2 separate regions of the Mus musculus genome follow, and region 2 is linked to region 1. The links are chromatin contacts, called in public Hi-C maps. All regions are on one chromosome and are shown on one strand. Each heading gives the region's core, a stretch centred on a gene start, on an enhancer-like site or on the middle of the called end of the contact. The rest is flanking DNA. Distances are from core to core; before and after follow the strand shown. Region 1 holds the start of Ces1f (carboxylesterase 1F). Region 2 has its middle 18 kb from the start of Ces1h.

The links. A called contact is a pair of places that touch in the nucleus more often than the background predicts.
Region 2: a contact with region 1 is called in a Hi-C map of liver, with 4 times the contacts expected there. The contact joins the enhancer-like site here to the promoter of Ces1f in region 1. A contact is called at or near these places in 4 of 39 promoter capture datasets (the 3T3-L1 cell line, 3T3-L1-derived adipocytes and liver), 10 of 484 Hi-C or Micro-C datasets (3T3-L1-derived adipocytes, cerebral cortex, forebrain and 2 more), 5 of 115 datasets of contacts at active chromatin or transcription factors (the 230-238 cell line, hepatocytes, intestinal crypt epithelium and 2 more) and 4 of 9 other capture datasets (adipose tissue, embryonic stem cells, liver and 1 more).

Annotation. Positions count from the first base shown.
Region 1 is chr8:93,278,233-93,284,801 of GRCm38.p6, forward strand. It overlaps Ces1f (carboxylesterase 1F), which reads right to left and starts at 1,504. Exons shown (of 14, transcript NM_144930.2): 1 at 1,417-1,504. The coding sequence starts at 1,468.
Region 2 is chr8:93,394,716-93,401,542 of GRCm38.p6, forward strand. No RefSeq gene overlaps it. Among named protein-coding and RNA genes, the nearest start is that of Ces1h, 18 kb to the left of the region's middle. Within about 2 kb of position 5,141, at least 6 of the 459 cell types and tissues checked have an H3K27ac peak or open chromatin away from gene starts, as enhancers often do. A contact at or near this core is called in hepatocytes and liver, where this site is marked.

The DNA.
Region 1 (6,569 bases), core at 254-2,753:
AGGGGGAGGAGGGGGAGGAGGATGACCAGGAGGAGGAGGGATAAAAAAATACTTCCGAGATGAAAGAGGGCAAAGTCTGATTATAGGTGACTAGGCATGGCTGAATTAACTATGAACTTTCAACAGGATTACCTAGAGCAAAATGTGCTTGCATGCAAGGGGTGGGGGTAGGGTGAGAACATTGCCAACAGAAGCTATGACTTACAACATTGCACACACATGTAATGCCTACTGTATACCAGAGGTACATCCCAGTTTCTTGAATTCATAACAATATCGTCTTTCTAGGTAACTATTGGTGTGTCTATTTAACTTGGAAGAATCAATCCTGTGTGGAGTTCCTAAAAATGGAGAGTATGCCGTTGCCAGGGTAACCAGCAGCAAAGGCATGTTCTGCTTCAAATCTGGGTCCTTCAGTTCCAGGCCTCTCTCAACGTCACCTGTCCACACAGGGTGAGGCATTTAAGGGATTGATTGCTGAGTACTGGCTCTGTATTTAAGTGCTAGAGACAGCCCTGGACATGATTTGCCAGATAAACTTGGAAGAACATACCAGTTTTTACAGGCCACCTATTAATGGCACAGATATACATTGAAATCAATGCTATAACCACATATTTACCATGAATTTAACTCATGTATCTGATGTTTAGGAGGCTATCATGACTCTTGGGAACTGTCTCTCTCAGAGTCTATCAATTTCAGAGGCATGACCCTAACTAAACATCTCCTTTATGATAGCATGGACTACTGTCTGCCTGTCCATCTGCCCTCATTACCCTGAACCTGGTACCAGACACTTGAGATGTGCACTGTTCCCTAAAGTTCCTTGAAATGCTAACAAAAGAGGCATTTGCTACAGGCTCCCCAGCCTGAGCCTCCTCACTGACCTGGCACGTCCTGTCCCCCCTACCTTAGTACTATGACTTTCTTCTTGGGGAAAATGAACAACAAAGTGGTTTTTCAATGACTATTTGGTCCTGATGTGCTAGCTTGACCATACTGTGTATTTTCTATTAGTACATCCTATATTTATGTATTATGTATTAATAATGGAGGACCCACTACATGTAAAGGCATGAAGGGGCATCCTATTGCAAGTGTACCTAAAAAGCTTTAGAAATGAAACCAACTAATCCTCTATAGTCCAGTGAAGTAAGGGAACCAACCTGTCTTGATTCCTCTTGTGCTGGAGTTGGCTCTTCGTCCTCTGTACCTAAGTGTGCTGCAGGGACTCAGGGATTTTAGTGTCTCTTGATCTCAGAGTGTCCTGCACCATGGTGTAGGCCACTTAGAGGCAAATCCAAGTCTGGAGAGTGAGTTCTCCTGCAGAACTAAATCTGTCTTGTCTGTGCTCTATGCACAACCCTGCTACTCTTTGTGTCCCCCACAAATTTGTATTTCAAAAGTACTCACCGCAAATCACACAGGTTGCTAGAGACACCAGGAACAGAGTGCTAAGGAACATCTTGCATGGACAGGCTCCCAAGTCAATGGACCTTCTAACTCTGATCCACAAGGAAGGGGTGTGTAAGGTCCTGCCCACATCCTGGGAACCTCCCAGGAGTCCTGCCCACAGAGCCCAATTACACAATACAGAACTACACACACACACACACACACACACACACACACACACACACACACACAAACACCTCTTTCTCTTCCTTAGCCACAGCTCTTCCAAGTTTACCCTGCTTTATCTGAACACTCATGCACCCAGCATTAGCTGTCTTATATATAAACAATTAGTATGAAACTCTCAGATGACAGATCAACAGCTTCTTTTAAAAAAAAAAACTTTTTATTAGATATTTTCTTCATTTACATTTCAAATGCTATTCCAAAAGTCCCCTATACTCTCCCCCCACCCTGCTCCCCTACCCACTCCCTCCCACTTCTTTCATAAATATTTTTCCTTGTAACACTCTCGCTTCAGAGTGCCAGGAGATCTCAAAGTCAAGCAAATACCTCCAGGCAGTGAAAAGCTTTAGTGAGGTGGGGGGATTCTTATAACAGGCTGAAATTTTTTAGAGAAATTCACAGCTCCACAGCTGTTCACCAGGGAGATCAGGGCACATGTCTCTGCCTCCCTTTTCTAGCATTTTGGACTCTTGTGTTTGGTAACAACGTTAAGCTTCAACTACCCTCCTTGGAGAAGTTTAGATTATTTGTATAGTCATCTTGCCAAGTGGCCCTATCTTGGGCCACATGCAACCAAGTTTGGGAACTCACTCAGTTCAGGGCAGAACTTTAGGTATAGATCTTTCTTATAATAATTCAACTCCATTTCAAAATCCTTGGCTTTTACCACCTACCTGCCCATTGATCCAGGAATACTTTGAATATTAACCAGAACAGATGTGAGGTCAGGAAGAGTCTGGCATATGTGTCCAAGCTGCAAACCATGGGGCTACGGTATAAGCATGCACTTGGGAGAGGGTCTTTCACAAGGTGCTATTGAAGGAAGCTGCTGAGATCCCCTTCCTAGGACCATCAAATGCCTTAGGACAGTGCTTTGGTTGAATACAGTCTGGTACAGCTGGCTAAGCAAATGCCATAGCTCCACTCAAAGTAGCTGTGGGCATCACTGTGTGATCAGGAAATAGAGAGGATCAGCTCAGGAGAGGAAAACACAAGTTATAGATTATCACTTAGTTTAAAGACTTAGTTTCTCTGATAGCTAGGCAGAGAGTTCCAGTCCTACTAACATACCTACAATAATTAAAACCATGAGCAGTAAAAAACTATCTGTACAAAGAGCATTTATTTCTAATATTTTAAGGGGCAGAAACAGCCCAAATAAATGTTCATGAACTGAACAATAAATAAATTGGTCACCTGTGTCCCTCACTGAATATTGTTTGTAAGAGCAGGTGCTGCCATAACTTGAAATTATGAAAAATAAAAGAAGCCAGTCATGAAGCTAATAGGCTTTAGGCTTCCAGTTGCGTGAAGGTTCCAGAACATAAAGATGAACAATGAGGGCTGGTTGCTGAGGGAAAGGAGATGAAGGGGCAATGGAGAGCTGCCAAGGCTGGGGAGCCTGCATTTGGGTTTTGCATTTGTCTGAGGCGTGATGGAAACGTGCTAAGTCGGCAGCGATGTGTAGCTCACTATGCATCTTTTTTTAACCTGCTAGAACCTGCTGGGTTGTATGATTCCTATTTATTTAAGGTTTTTATCCATCCTTCTATTTCGTTGACAAATGTTACTTGAGAGCCTGCAAGCCCTGACCTCAGTGTCCTGTGCGCAGGACAATCTTGCTCAGAGTATCTCAGTGATTCTCACTATGGGGCCCCAAGGCTCAGTTTGGCTGAGGGGCTGGCCCTAGATCTCATCACATAAGAAAAAAGCTGAGGTTGAAAAAAAAACCTGTAGGGCTATGGAGCTATAGTCGTAACTTCTGTGAAGAGTGTCAATTGTACACATGGGACTTCTCTGAGGGAGATATGGGAAAATACCCTTCTACTGGAATTCCCTCCACCTCTCCTCATCAAAATACCCACACAAAACTTCTTATTGGCTCCCACTGTGTTTCCAAGCCTCCAGGGAGGATGAGCACAGAGTACCCTATGGAGGGGTCAGGGGGTCAGAAGAATGAAAGCACGACCCATAGGATTCCAGGGAGAGACAGCAGCTGCGTGACAGAAGAAACTGGGTTGATTCTGTCAGTGTGGATTTCTTTCTGGAAAAATACTGCTTAGCCAGGAGTCACAAGGCCCAGCCCTTCTGTAATTTAACTGAAAATATGGATTTATTTATAGCCAATGAAGTAAAGTGACATTGTGTGTGTGTGTGTGTGTGTGTGTGTGAGGGTGTTGTCCCCAAACCAACATAATGAATGTGAGTTTTCTCCATATAGGATTTTTCCTACAACCAGTTGGAAACCACAACTGTGAGACTGAAGAGATAAGGCAGACACACAGTGACTGTACCTGAGTCCTCAGCCTGTACCTGGATGGCAGCTGCTCTGGAGTTCCAAATGAGGTGTGGGCTTCCTGGGACCAAGAATTATATATATATACATGTATGAATACATAAACATACAAACACACACACACACACACATCATACACATATATGTTTGGGGGCAGCCACTCTTGAGAGGTACAGATATAATGCAAATACACAGTAGCATAGGAGACTGTATTAATTTGGTCTCCAGCCTCTCACCTAAGTGGCAGGACAGAGGCTCACTCCTACAGCTTCTTTCGTAGACCTCAGAATGGGATCTGAGTGGAGCTGGCAGTAAGTATCACGTCTCCTCTTTGCTGGAGTACTTGTGAAACACAGCCTTTGCCCCACTTTTCCTTCTGGCATTAACTAGCTGCTGAGTAGTAAGGCCTTCCCTCCCATCTCACTATTCACCACCATTCCCTGCAACTCTCAAAACAAACTTCTACTACAGGGCTTATCTCAAGTTCCTCTGTAAGACAATCCACCATAGGACAAAGGATGCATGCATTCTGCGATCTGAGATCAAATCACTATGTGTCTGCTGAAAGTTGAGTTGTGCAGGACCCACCCTCAAACTTCCGAATGTGATTGTTTTTAGACATAGGCCCTTTAAAAGATTTGACAGTAAAATAAGGCCATGATGGCAGATGCTAATCCAGTTTGACTGATGTCACCATGGCATGAATTTAGGGTATGCACAGAGGACTCGGCATGTGTATAGAGGAATGGGGGGAGGTGGCCACTGAAAAGAATAAAGGGCTTGAAGGAAAACTAGCCATAGTGGTAACCTGAGCTTCAGTGATCAACCTCCATAAACAAAAGATATGAAGTTAATAGCCTGTATTCAGCCCTGTTTTCCACCAAGCCTGTGTCATCTTACTAAGACAACCCAAATAGAATAACGTACGCGCACAGGCTGATATTTTTCTTCTTGGCCAGGATGTGAGAAGGTATGCCAAATAGCACAAAGTCACTCAATCTCAAAATCAGAAGCGAAGTCCCATGCAAATAACTTCTATAAAGTTGTGATTAGTAATCAGCTGCCCTGCCTGATTTATTAGGGCAATGTCCCAACTGGCAGACTTTTCACAAGACAAAATGCCTTGATCTTTTGCATAGTGACACTGTCAGTTCAATGACCAAAGTTAAGGAGGGAATGGCTAGGCCTTCGAAAGGTCTATAAGAGGAAACAGGAACCTCGAGAGAAGAGTTTTCTCCACTAGGTCAGGCCAATGTTGATAACCAAGCCAGCATTCCACCACCCCAGACATGCTCATGAGATCTTCCCCAAGACCTGTGCCTTTACCTGCAGTGAAGTTTCTAGAGATCTCAGGTTTAAAAGATGTTCTTTCACACTCTGTGACAAGGTGTTGAGACCTTCATTGACTGTGGGAACTTAGTTAAGGAATCAGTATGTAGGCAAGTTCTACTTTGCAAAGATTGGTGTGGGCTTACATTCTTCCTTTTCTCCAGGAAGAAAATATGGCCTTAAAGAGCGAGCGCTCTGATAAAAGATTCTTTCCCCATCAAGTCCAGTTGGTGTTTTCCAGATATTTTTGGGAGTGGAGCCTGGCCTGGTAATAATGAAAAAAGCTATGGAAAGAGAAATAAACATGTTCAGATTTTTAAAAATAAAATTTTTTAAGTTTTATACATTCCTTTTTATATGGGATGATCTGTGTGGGCCTCCTAATTAAACAAAAAGACTGTTTCCAATTACAGAACACACACACACACACACACACACACACAAACAGACACATACCTTATTTTCCCTAGCTAACTGGCCTTTGATATCTGACAAGCAGCCCTGACACTCCATTTATAAAGATTGTACAATGCTTTTCTGGCAATACATGAAAGATAAGAATGAACTATTTTCCCAGCCCTTATTGAATCAAAGGACTCCCTGTACTCCAGGAAATTTGGCACACATAAGAGGCCACATGTACAGCTTGCCTGTACCTGGGCGTAGACTCTCTGTCTTAGGGTGAGTTTGGTTTGCAGAAATGACTGGTGACTCTCGAGTCTAACAAGACTCACACAATTTCTCAGAGATGTTTCTGAAGTCAAATCTGCCTGCATTATTTCAGCTGAAGGTGACTCATCTAAGTGTCAATGAATTGATATCATTGCTTTTCCATTGGGACCCCTCAGAAGATTCCTGAGTCTATGAACTGGAAAGAAAACAGCAAGGAACTGAGTTAAATGTTAAGATATTGGCAGGCTATGTCTCTGAGGGATGCAAATTAACTCAACAAACTTTCCTATGACCATTTATGTACTCAGCAAGTCAATGGAGACCCATATTAGAATAGGCATTAGACAAGAACAAACCACACATAATGCTTTACCTACTTGTCCTGGGACTAATCTCTGATACACTGTGGATGGAGACACTGCGCTGAGGGGTCCAACATCTGAGAAACCACCATGTCCCTTCCATTTCGGATCCACACTATCTGAAGGCTCAAGGGGAAGGTGGTTTGCTCACTCATGCATCGTCCACCACTGGACAGCATACATAGCCTGCAATGATCAGACATCTTCCCATGTACCCTGCCACATAAGCTGTATCTGTGTAGCCCCCATTTATATTGAACTCACCT
Region 2 (6,827 bases), core at 3,891-6,390, 120 kb after region 1:
TTTTGAAGCAGACAGAAGCTACTATAGAGATCTATAACTGGTCAAAATACAGAGAACAAATAACTTAAGAGACTAGACTTCAATCCATCTACATCTACAGCACAACCCTCAATGTAAAACTCAGGGAACATCACAGAGAAGGGACAGGAAGGTTATAAGCACTAGACGGCAAGAATGTCAACAATAAGATCTCATCGTCTAGGCCTAACAGGAAAGCTCCACCCAGGAAACCTCAACAACATTGTTGCATAAGAAGATCTGTATAATGACCATACCAATGAACACACGAACATAGACGGGGAAAATTTCACAAGGCCCCACCCATAGATGAAGAGCTACAGGCAACTGATAGTTGCTGAAAGAGGGGGAACATGTTTTATTCAGGGATCAGCTCCCCTGATGGTTATTTAATCCCAAGTGGTCACCCATTATCACGTGAGCCATAGCTAATAAACTTATTAGGCTTTCTGCATGTGCACACACACAAACTAATGTGTGTATGTGACAATAATAATTAAAGGAGAGGTTATGAGTTTGAGAAGGAGTTGGAGAATAGTCAAGGAGTTGGGGGGAGGGGTGGAAATGGTGTAAATATTTATGGATAAAATCTTCAAGTCATTAAATTAACTAGTTTTAAAAAATTTAATGAATGTGTATGGGATTTTTGCCTGGCAATATTTTTATACACCATGTGTATGCCTCGTGTTTGTAAAGTCCATAAAAGGGCATCAGATAACCTGGACCTGGAGTTACAGCTGGCTGTGAAACACCATGTGGGTGGTGGGAATTGAACCTAGATCCTCTGAGAGTTGAGTGGGAGGACAGAGTAGAGAAGGGAATATGAGGAAGAGTAACTAAAGGCTGTTTGGAAGATCTCTATGGAAACGTACTACAGTAGACACTTCCTAAAATGTATACATATAAAGGGTATTTAAGTAGAGTTAACATATAATGTGTGGGAAATTCTTCAAACTAGATATCATAGGCTATCAGATAAAATACCCAGTTCATAGATGGCTTACATTTCTTTGAGTTGTTTACCAATGGAGTCTAATAGACCTCACAAGCATCATACACTATTGACAATACCTGCTACTTATCATCTAAAACTTGATAGTAAAACCCTATTGCTGAACATATCCCATAGTTACATCAGAGAAGATGAAGAAATATATCTGGCATTCAATTGGAAGAGTCACTCCTACTGGCTAGCAGTAATAGTGTTGAATGATGCCCTACATGCTACTAGAAAAGTAATTATTAAGCCCACCCATCTACAAGCCCTGTAATTTACTATAACAACTAGCCAGCAAGATGTGTCTACTGGTACAATAGTGACACAAATGTTATGGAATATCCAACAGCTTTTATTATATACATATACATATGCATATGCTATATATGACAGTATAATAAGGTCAACTTGAAGCTCAATAATAAAGGGCCCCAGAAGAAAAACATTCTGCTAGAGGAACATAGAAATAAAATAACTCTTATTTGCATACTGCTATACCCATAGACAAGCGCATCACTCAACCCTCATCAGAAAATATTCTTCTTGCAGTAGATAGTAATTGACACACGGACCCACAACTGGTCAATACGCAGAAAATGAAAGACTTTGTCGTGTTCATTCCTAACTGGCATATCTATATCATGCTCCTCTTTCCATAACTCAGGGATAACTGTAGAAGAGCAAGAGATTATGAGAGACAGATGTAGACAACTTCGAGAGAACGGTTCTCCTGATACAACAGGGTATATGTACATATGAACTCACAGGGACTGTGGCAGCAAAGGAAAGACCTACTATGGAAGACCTATGCAACCTCAAGTTAGACAAGAATCCAAGCACAGAGTAGGGGGAGTGGGCATGAAATCCCATTCCTAGCCAAAAAGCTATTCACAATTGATCATTTCTTGAAGATAGAAAAATCAGTTATCCTCAATGGAGTTTGTGATGCAGTGACTAAGAAATATTCTCCTAAGACAGGCATCTGAACACTTTATTGCCAGCTGCTGTTTGGGAGGAAGGGTTAGTAGGTGTGACATTGTTGAAAGGTGTATGTCACTAGAAGATTTTGAGAATTTAAAAACTCACCCGGTTTGCTGTCTCAGCTTTGTGCTTGCGGCTGAGTGTGTGAGATCTCAGCTTCCTGCTTCTGTCCCCATACCTGCTGTCTGCTGCCATTGCCTCCCATTATGGATTCTAACCCTCAGGAACTGCAACCCCACATACACTCTACTACAAGATTCCTTGTTCACATTTCTTTATTACAGCAACAGAACAGTAACTGATATAGAGTAATACTGGGTATATCAACCACACTCCTGGACTGGCCCCAGGATTAGTAGTCAGCCAACAGAAATGGGACTCTTTAAGAGAGAGAAAGAAATTGGAGTGGGTAAGGTGGAGGGATGATCTGAGAGACACTGGGGGGAAAGAACCAATACATCAAAAATATTTTGAATGAAATTCTCAAAGAATAAAGACATTATTAATGTCTTTTATTTCAAAAAAGAAAAAAATAGAGAAAGGAGGACTAGGAGAGGTATTTCCTGGTGGTGGTCAATGTATAAAAGCTGCCCCACTCTATGTCCTTGAGTATGCTTCGGAAATGTTAACAAAATAAAGCATGCTGTCAGTCACACTGACCTGTATATTCATGGCTGTATTTCCACCACACTGTTCTTGATCAACATTTGTCCTATTCATACTTTAAGGACAGCACTGAACCCCAGCCCATTCATAAAGCTAGGTGACTAGTTCATCTAGGAGTTGAATCTAGCCATTGCATATGTTAGGCAAACACTCCTACACTGGGCTACATATTCAGCCTATTTCTCATATATTGACACAGTCAAGTGTCGTGATATGGTTTCTACTCCATCCCTCCCCTTCCTAGGGGGCATAAAGCAGGCACATATAGAACACCAATTATCAGGGCAAAGCTGCCGTGTTGGAATGGCTCTGTCCCAGCTTTGGGGAAAGAAGTTCATCGTGAAGCTGCATTATTTACATCAACATCACCAGGAAGGGCGGTGTCACAGGCACAGGGCCCACACACGATGCAGCTCTCTCCACCTCTCTCCGGGAGCAAAGGAGAAAGCAGAAGCTTCAGCTTGGACTACTAACCAAGATTAGAGAATTAAGTTACAGAACTAGGCAAAGGATCCACAGTCAAAAGATATCAGGAGAATAGCGGGCACTGACAACCTCAGGCAAACTCTTCTCTGTCTTTATCTGAGGCTCTTCAAGAACTTTACCAAAAAGTACAAAAATTAAATTAAAAAAAAAAAGAAACAAAACTGTAGCCCCAGCTTCTATTCTGTCAATCAATTTTCAGGTTATAAATTATACAGTTTCCCTTTTCAAATGCTACAGAGGAAAGGGTGTGTGTGTGTGTGTGTGTGTGTGTGTGTGTGTGTGTGTGTGTGTGTTCTAAGATATTTACAAAAATTTCCATTCTAAGTTCAGCAATATTATCACCAACAATCCAGGAAGTTTGTAAACAATATTTTCCCTGATGTTTTCTGCCACCTGCTGGACTGTGAGAAATTCACAGGTGAAGTAGTGATTTAAACGAATAAGATTTTAAAATGTTTAAGGGGAGGGTTCTATTTAAAGCTTTTCTTTCCTTCTTTCTTTCTTTCTTTCTTTCTTTCTTTCTTTCTTTCTTTTTAAATTTTCATTTCATACAATAGCAGTACTTAGGAGTTAGCCTGTTTAATCTTGTGATCCATGTCTGTGTAGGAATAGTTGAGGCAATGAAATATTTTGCAACAATCAGCAATTTTTTAAGATCACAAGACTCTCTTTTAAAAAAAAGAAAGAAAAAAAATGCATCATTAAGTATAATCCTCTGTTCGTCAGAGGGGAAGGTACATGTGTACAAATCCTGCCAAGGATTCAAATCTCTCTCCTAGACTTTGTTTCAGGGAAAAGAAAGAAATGTAATGAGTCTACTGTTTCTCCGAATATTTCTTCCCTCCTTGTTGACTTTGGGTTTGCTTCAACCTCTAGAACCACAAACCAACAGGAACTTAGGAGATGGAAAGGACCTTTAAGCCCCTTAAACTAGATGATGGTGGTCAGGGTCTCCACTAAGCATAAGATGTTATCATGATTCTTCTCTCAAACTGCATCACAACCAGCAATGGAACCTAGAACTTCATAGTCAGGGCAACAGCCAAGGCATGCAACAGTCTTGCTTCCAGTGCCCTGCATGCACTGCCAAAGTCTGCTGTCTTGGGGCAACTGGCTATGAAGACCAGTGATATTTCCACAATTTCAGGGTCTACAGAAGTTCACTGTGTCCTGGAATCTCACTTTAGCCCCAACATAAATGACAGTGGCTGAACTCCATGGAGTTTTTATATAGGTAGACTGGTGAACTGTCTCCTTGCACACATGATTAGATTGAGCCATTTACTAAGAGCAAAGTACTCCTTGAAGCTGTCATGTCCATCTACCTTCATATTCTGCCTGACCGCAATGTCAAAGGTGACCTCCATTGGGAAAAAGGAAATCTGAGCTCTTCTCCACCAGTGCCTGAGGTTGGATCAACATATCCAGTGTGTATAAAACACCTCCATGTGGATTAGGTGATCCTTCACCCATCGAGAGGACAACAACCCAGGAGCATCCAACGAGAGTCCTGCTGTCATGTTCTTTGATTCAGACATCTAAAGACTATACCACAGCAGATAGCAGGTACCTAATTGAATGTAATCCAAATAGACCATCTACCTGGTCATTTCACCAGCAGCATGACACACCATGGGCTGTGAGTATCCAGCTAAAGGTCAAAGAGGAAATAACAGGTTGCAGGGTGAAATAGAGCCTACGCCTGAAAAGCCTGACAAGAGTCAGATATGGAAATCCCAGGATGAAGGTTGATTACAGGTAGAACAGTAAGAGTGCCAAAGGCCCTCAGGACGAGGCTGTAACTGAGGTGAAGTGTTGTGCATGGTGGAGAGGTTCACAAGCACCCTACTGTCACATAGAGGAAGGTGCTCAGAAACACCACAACCAAAAGTACTGAAGGTTGTGAGAACACTTTCAGCCTGGTGATCCTGTGCACTCTGGCCCTCACAGCACTCTCACTAGCCCTGAGGACACCACAAAGAACATGAAAGGAGGCTGCATGGAACGGCAGATGAATTGAATGAAGCAACTCAGCCCCAGCCAAAACAAACTGCCTGTGTTGTCATAAGAGCAAAACACTTGCCGGCCAAAAGTGAAAAGAGGTGCTCAGAGGAGAAACATTATGAAACCCATGAGATGGGGAATGAACCTCAAAAACCAAACAAACTAACTAACTAAAGGGGGGAGGGACACCACCCCCAGCCTGACTTTCTGGAGGAGCTCAGGTCCAAATCTGAGTACACACTGTCAACAATGGTAGCATCAACAACATCTGAATACCCGAGGTCAAGGAAAAGGCTCTTGCAGATCAAGAGGAGGGCAGAGGACTAGACCACAGCCCTGGTGTCACAGGCATGGTAAAGGAAATCAGAATTGAGCTAGGCCCAGGGTCACAAGATGAGTTCTTAACTTCTGCCTTCAAACTACAAATCACTCAAGGAGACAGGCAGACACTAAAAGGACAACCAGTGGTTCAGTGGCAAAGTCATCAATTTTTGGGGGGGGGGGGAAATAGGGGGGTCTTTTTTATTTTTTTATTAGATATTTTTTACTTACATTTCAAATATCCCCTTTCCTGGTTTTCCTCTGAAAATCCCCTACCCTTTCCCCTCTCCCCCTGTTCACCAACCCACCCACTCCTATTTCCTGGCCATGGCATTCCCCTACACTGGGGCATAGAGCCTTCACAGGACCAAGGGCCTCTCCTCCCACTGATGACCAACAAGGCCATCCTCTGCTACATATGCACCTGGAGCCATGAGTCCCACCATGTGTTTTCTTTGGTTGATGGTTTAGTCCCTGAGAGCTCTGGGAGTACTGGTTAGTTTATATTGTTGTTTCTCCTAAGGGGGTGCAAACCCCTTCAGCTCCTTGGGTCCTTTCTCTAGCTCCTGCATTGGGGACCCTGTGCTCAGTCCAATGGATGACTGTGAGCATCCACTTTTGTATTTGTCAGGCACTGGTAGAGCCTCTCAGGAGACAGCTATAACAGGCTTCTGTCAGCAAGCACTTGTTGGCATCCACAAAAGTGTCTGGGTTTGGTGATTGTATAATGGGAAGGATCCCCAAGTGGGGCAGTCTCTGAATAATCACTCCTTCAGTCTCTGCTCCATACTTTGTAACTCCTTCCATGGACACAGAAAATGTGGTACATTACACAATGGAGTACTTCTCAACTCTTAAAAACAATGAATTTATGAAATACTTAGGCAAATGGATGGATCTGGAGGATACCATCCCGAGTAAAGTAACCCAATCACAAAAGAACACACATGGTATGCACTCACTGATAAAGTAATCAATTTTTACATGAGTCTTCTCATGGAAAGAAATTAAAGTCAAAGTCACCCTGCACTGCATACATTTAATGTCTTCTTTTATACAAAATTAAAGTGTGAGGGCTTCCAGTCAGCCAAAAGATGGACCCAGGCAGTTAATCTCTTTGCAAAGGAGCTTATTCTGGTACCCAATCACCTGCATGCTTAGTGGAGACTGGTGGTTGATCTACAGAAGAAGAGTATTGTCTACCTAGATTCGATGGGACAGAAAAAGCCTGACATCCATCCTTCAGCTGATTGTCCACTGTCTGCAGGATGAGAACAAATGGAGGATTGTGGATCAGATTGAAACCCTGTGGAGGGGAATCAATACGGCATGCCAGCAGAGGAGATTCCTCCGC